Linked DNA regions of Gossypium arboreum: region 2 is linked to region 1. A link is a contact called in public Hi-C data. All regions are on one chromosome and are shown on one strand. Each heading gives the region's core, a stretch centred on a gene start, on an enhancer-like site or on the middle of the called end of the contact. The rest is flanking DNA. Distances are from core to core; before and after follow the strand shown.

What was found. A called contact is a pair of places that touch in the nucleus more often than the background predicts.
Region 2: a Hi-C map of leaf shows a contact between it and region 1, with 2.6 times the contacts expected there. The contact joins the enhancer-like site here to the promoter of LOC108482043 in region 1. A contact is called at or near these places in 2 of 5 Hi-C or Micro-C datasets (both in leaf).

Annotation. Positions count from the first base shown.
Region 1 is chr6:20,329,135-20,332,526 of ASM2569848v2, reverse strand. LOC108482043 (H/ACA ribonucleoprotein complex subunit 3-like protein) reads right to left here and starts at 1,769. Exons shown (of 4, transcript XM_017785149.2): 1 at 1,636-1,769; 2 at 1,466-1,544; 3 at 738-780; 4 at 1-278. The coding sequence starts at 1,519. The coding sequence ends at 181.
Region 2 is chr6:20,368,095-20,371,486 of ASM2569848v2, reverse strand. No RefSeq gene overlaps it. Among protein-coding and RNA genes, the nearest start is that of LOC108483726, 6.5 kb to the left of the region's middle. Within about 2 kb of position 1,631, at least 2 of the 2 cell types and tissues checked have an H3K27ac peak or open chromatin away from gene starts, as enhancers often do. A contact at or near this core is called in leaf, where this site is marked.

The sequences.
Region 1 (3,392 bases), core at 520-3,019:
CATGTATCCACCATCATCTTTGAAGAAAATTAGAGTCACGACATGTATAAATACAAACAATAATCCAGGAAGAAAACATGCCAATGCAATGCATTCATATACTTGATATGTTCTTACAGGAAACTGCATTTTACAGCCAGAAACACTACAGAAAGCTTCAAAAAGAACACATCCGATCTATCAATATTTCTGGGGTGGCTGCTGGGTTCGCAATAAGCCAAAACGTTTCTTCAAAAGAACTCTTTGTCTGGAATATTTGTCATCAGGGGAGAATCGAGCTGCACGAATGTTGGGGAAAAAAAGTAACTATAACCCATAATAACACTTTCTAGTAAGATCTCTACGCAACTTTCACATAATCATTAAAAACAAAAGATCATACAACAACCTAACATGGATTCAAGCCAACATCAACATCCACCATATTTGAGTGCCATAGATGGCAAAATTTACTAGCAACTTGCCAGTAAAAGCAGAGAATGAGTAACAGATGGGTAATGACCATGAAATCAGAACAACACTTCCGATTCTCAGCCAAAATGGACCTCTTTTCTTGATTTTCAGATTAAACCAGACAAAACTACCATATGCAGATCAAAGCAGCCCTTAGAAAGGCAATTATATATTTAAATGTTAAAGCAACCAATAAGAGTTTGTTCAGACGCCTCATAAAACATAATGAATTCCTAAACAGCAGTGTATGCCGGAAATTATATAAACACATCAGGCCTTATTACCTGGATGAGCAGACTGAGTAGGCATCCCCACCGGTGATTCTTTCTGCATATAAAAATCGATATAAATGTAATTATAGAGAAAAAAACTGTTGGAATATTGATTATACATATATTAGAAAACCCCAGAAAAAAAAAATACCAAAACGTGATTATATGCTGAAAGCCAAAAGGTAAAGAGATTAAAATCTAATCCTAGTATCAATTTTCACCATTTAATTCATTTTTCAGGACAGGTTAAGTTTATTCAGCCATTAACTCCCTCAATAATCATGGAACAGACACCCTACCAAGAGAAAAAAAAATGATTGAAGTTCTCAACATTTCAAAGAACTAGTCTCAGTTTTAGTACATGTTTAAGATCAAACTAAGCTAAAAACTCAGCTTTTAAAAAAAAAAAAAAGTTATAACTAATAATTCCAAATTTGCTTAAACCAAGTTCATATAAATCTTATTCATAGCTTAGAATCTGTTTCTAAAGGTTAAAATCTCAGTTTTATAGATAAGATTTATCACTAAAACCTTAGGTTTGATTCTTTCTTTTAAGGTTAAAACCTCAGTTTTAGATTTTCATTATGGCATACAAAGTTGTCTTTACCAAGTCTCAATCACCATAAACGATATAAAAAATTGAGAGAGTAACACGAACCTCAGATAGTTTCTAGCTTTAACTAATTGTTATCAGTAAAAAAAATTTTAAAAAAAAAAGAAGAAAAATTATGGGACTTTACCTTAGTGGTGTAAACTTTGTCACCATTATCGTTAATGTAGAACTGGAGATACATCTTATCCGAATAAAAGGAACAACAACTGCAGAAAGAGAAAAAGATTAGAACCTTTATGCAATGAATAGAAAACCATGCATAAGGAGAAATTTGTCACTTTGTGATCGGAGCCGCACCTTCTGAGATTGGGGGAGGCAGGAGAAGGAATGAAAGAAATTTGAACTTTTAGGGTTTTAGACTTTCATAGCGGCAATGGGCCATTACAGGCTTAATAACAGCTATCCTTGAAATTGGGTTTGTTTTAATGATTTGTTAGGAGTTAGTTTGGACAAATAATTTAAAAATTTTAAGATTTTTAAAATGTTTATATTTTAAATTTTATTTATTTAAAATGTCAGTTATTCTAATTGTTTTGTTTGGAATTAAAATTTTATAAATTAAAAATAAAAAATATTAAAAATAAATAATATAAAAATTTAATATGAATATGATTATATTTATAAATAATTTTAATAAAATAAAATTTAAAAATATATATTAAAATTAAATAAAAATGATTTTTGAAATTTAAGTTTTATCTTATAGTCGACTATTGTATATTAAATAAAATTCCAAGGGACATATAAATAGGACTTTTAGTTGCTTGCGTAGCATGAGGCTTTTAGGTTTTTTCTCTCGTTTTTTGTCTGCCGACAATAGTAAAGTTGGAGATTTTCCTCCGATATACTAAACCTGTTAGGTTTTATTCTAATACATCCAGGATCTATTTGCAGCATCAACTTAAAAATCCATGTAGGAAGAATTGGTGAATCTAAATATTGCCGACGAGGAAGAAGAACCAATATACGATCAACAGGATGTAAAGGAAAGCAAAGAGGAATTCAATCTATGTCTGGTGGGGAAGGTTCTGACAAATAGTGAGGTCCATTTTCCGTCAATGAGAAACATGCTCGTTGAACTTTGGCATCCTATTGAAAGAGTATCTATATCAGAAATTGAGGATAAAATGGTTCTTTTTCAGTTTTAAAATGAGTTGGATATCAAGAAAGTAATAAGAGGGATCCCTTGGTTTTTCAATAGACATTTAATTCTCTTTCATCGATTGGAAAGAGGAGAAAATCCGGTTCAAGTCCCTCTGATTTTTCAAAATTTTAGGTGCAAATTCATAATCTACCAATAGGGGCTATGTCGGAAGGGATGGCAAGATAGTTGAGTAACTTCATTAGGAAATTCTTAGAATATAATGCTACAATAATTACTAGGAGCGTTAAAAACATTTATACGTGTAAAGGTACAATTGGATATGCAAAGCCCCCTTAAAAAGAAAGAAGCGCATCATATATGGATAAGGTAAATCTACCTATGCAATTTTTCAATAGGAAAAACTCTCTTTGTTCTGTTTTTTATGTGGACGATTAGGGCACGGAGAAAGTTTCAGCCCACTATGATTATCTTTGGGAACCCATGTGACAGCCCAAAATTGACCCTAGTCGGAAGGTGGTCTCGGGACCACAAAACCGAGGCATAAAAATAATTAAAAATTTATTTTGATGCCTATAATATGTGTGTGCTCATGTATGACATTTTATGATGATTGATTTAGTGTTATAAGGGTGAATTCCACAAGAAAGGACTTAGTAATGAACTTTGAAAGTATGATAGGAAATGTGTGATGACTAATTAAAGCATGCATGCAAAATAATGGACTTGCATGTCAAATTCCCCTTTATAGGTGGTGGCCGGCCATGACAAGGAGGATGGGCTAAACATGTCATGAAACATGTTTTGTTGGTGCATTAGGGTGAAATAATAAACAAAGGTGTATGGGTGATAAAAAATGAAAAAAAATGTGTGTGAGTGTGGTAATCCCCCATTGCCGTGAGTTGTAGAGAAGGAAAGAAAAAATTTTGTTCATCCTTTCTTTGAGCCAAAA
Region 2 (3,392 bases), core at 382-2,881, 39 kb before region 1:
AAAATAAAAACTTCAAAAGTTTATTTTTATTTATAACTCAATAAGAAAAAGAGTATAGTCTTTATAAACACGGTATAATTTTTTTATTCCACAAGTAACTTTAAAAATTTGATATAAGACTTCTTTTAAATATCTTATTACCCTATAACACACTTGTCAACACTTAATCATGAGTCTAAACACTCCTTTGGGAATGCATTAAATATTTTCTCTAATTAAAATATTATTCAATTGAATTAATTTTATAAAAAAATTATTTTAAGTTTTTCCTATTTTCTTATAAATAAATATAGAAAATTAGTAATACTTTTATACTATAATTTAAATTAATTTTCTTATTGAAAATAATTTATAAGTGTAATCTATAATTTATATCTTAATGAGACAAATATCAAAATTACACGTGAGCTTTGTTTGTGGTTCAAACATACACATTAAATTTTGATTCAATTGTACACATTTAAATAAAAGATATTTTTTTATTTTCATATTGGATTAATATAATTGTTTGTGTGTATACTATATAAATGTAAAATTATGCTATGTTGATAATGCGTGCTACCAGTTTATAAAAATTTAATAAAAGTAAAATTTCATGTATAAAATTATAGGTGACTTCTTAACTTGTTGGTGGCAAACTTACTATTCAAACAGGCCTTAAGGTGAATGGGTATAACAATTAATAATTTATAAATAATGATTTAGCTTTACAAGTCTATCATACCCAAATTGAAACGGGGTTTGTGAGATTTTTTTTTTAAAATATCACTACACCTTGTGATCTAATTTAGAAATTTTATTTTACAAAATTAAGGTAAAATTTAAAAAATAATATTCTGTTTTTATAATATAATTGGATTAAAAATATGACTACACCATGTAAGAAATTCATCTCAAATTTTATTATAAATATATTCTATTTGTAGTTGAGAGGTATCTCTATTATAAAGATTTAATCAAAATCAGTCACTCTAAATTAGAATATACTTGATATTTACTGTAATTAATAATTTTAAAATTATTTATAAAATAAATAAATAAAAATATGACGTGATAATGAATGGAATGTTGTATCAACTCTAACCATATAATATATACAGCATCTCTTTGAGTAGGACATTATTTATTTTTAAGAAATGGATGAAATAAGTTTGTTTCTAGAATGCACCCAATAACAGATTATAACCAGAAGTCAACTTATTCACACACGAGTGGATCTAGAACATCTTCTTTGACCAACGGTGAGATCCTATTTTTATTGGCAAACAAAAACATAGTCAGAATACGTGGGTTAACCTACATCATTCAATCATCTTGTCTTCTTCCTTCATCTTTCCTTAATTTACGCGCTGCAAGTCTGAAAACCCCTATATAAATCCTCCTTAAATCCCCATAACTTACCCAATCCATCCAAAAAAGTAACAAAAACCCAATCTTGATCAAGCTTTCCTCAGTTTTAAAGATGATGAAAGAGGTGGTATACATGCAAAATTGGCGTGCAGTGGCACCATCCCCTCTCATTAATCCCAGAAAATCTTCCACATATCCAAGGCTAGAGACCATTCATGAAGAAGGGTGTGAAAATCATTCAGTTTTTTCAAAGAAATTCTTGCTGGTTCTCCCCCTTGTCTTGTCTACGGCTGTCTATTTCTTGGTAAACAAGGATTTGACTCTGTGTGCATGAGCCCTTCCAATGCTTTTTTTTGCTTCAAAGGGATCTGGGAAAACTGTGGCTTTCTCCCCCCTTTCTTTGCTTGAGATATGAGAAGCCTGGAAAATGGAGAATCTCAATAAATTCAATGCCAGGGAGAGATGAATGTTCAATAAGTTTATAGCATTGTAATGTGTGAGGATATGAGATAGATGGTGGGCAAATCTGCTTTGACGTTCATAATTTGTAAATCGTGTTTTATCATCATATCAATCCAACGTTTCCCAGTCTCTGGTTTTTGAAAGTTTCTGATTGCAATAGCTTTGAACATTGGCTAAAATTTTCCTGCTTTAGAAAGGCCTGCAACCACCAGCTAACAAATCTAACAATCTAATTCACTGCTTGCTAACTCTGGTTAATTAATATAATAACTAGTGATTCTAGCCTTTAGGGTACACAAATGAACCCAATTCTTTGCATAATGAAAATATTTCCTGCTTATTGTATGGAAAGTTGGCCAAAATTATAATTTACTCCAAAAACAGAGTATCTCGACTTGGGCAGTAATGGTTAAAGAATCCCCTGGTTATCACCATTGATTTGTGTGTTTTTATTTTAATTTATTTCTTAATTTCAATTTGGAAAGTGGCTTACGCATTCGCTGACATGGTCCAACTGGACATTTTGACAGTTCAAATGGTTGCTTGTAGTTCTAGAAGCCACCACTTGAAAATTGCCAGCTTGAGATCATCGTATGAGTTGGGCTCTCTCTAGAGACATTGCTTGGTGGCCTTGGACCTCACATCATTCCCATTTCTCCTTTTTAATAACCAAATTAGAAATTCCAAATTTTCTTTTTTTTTTGTCAATGCGCACATGGCGACATGGCGACACCAAAATCATTTAGTGTGGAATTTCTTAGTCTTGTGATGTACGAAATATACCCACTTCCATCCTTACAATATGCTTGATTAAGATCACAACTCCTTATTTTACACACATGCAATTGCATTCATTGTACTTCTTTTTCTTTTTGCTCCCTCTGTTGGTAGCAGGGGATCTGCTTTTCGATTGAATATGTCCATTTATCTATAACGTCTAGATGAAGAAACAGTGTTATATGTCCAGGTATAATAGAGCAAAAAGATGCAGCTAAAGTGCTTTTCCATTGAATATGTCCACGTGCTTGGATAATTTAATTACGTTTTAATCCCTCTAACACATGGAACTTCCTTCGGTTAATTACTTAAAAATATTTAAAATTATTTTTATATATCAAAATATTAACAATAAATTATAATAAATTATTTTTATATTCTTATTAAAATATTATAATATTAATTAAGTTGTAGATTAATTAAATGTTTATTTGTTTCTTTATAACACCATATTTAAAATAAATATTTTATTTCTCAAAAATATTTTTAACAACAATACTAAACTCTTAAATTTTAAACAAACTTTTTCAAAAATATTTCTTAAAATCACTTTTTCAAAATACTTTTAAAAACTCTTTTCAAAAACAATGTTAAATTAGCCCTTAATATACCATATCTTGTTTGGTATCATGACTAATTCAATTCTAATTCAATTGAAAAAAAACCCAAATTTTAAATTTAAAAATAATAAACTTTTTATAAGAATATTTATATCTTTTAGTATATTTATATAATATTTGGTGAGCGGCCAGGCAAGATAAACTATGGCTTGAAATGTATATGGACAGTTAAATTCAAAGAGA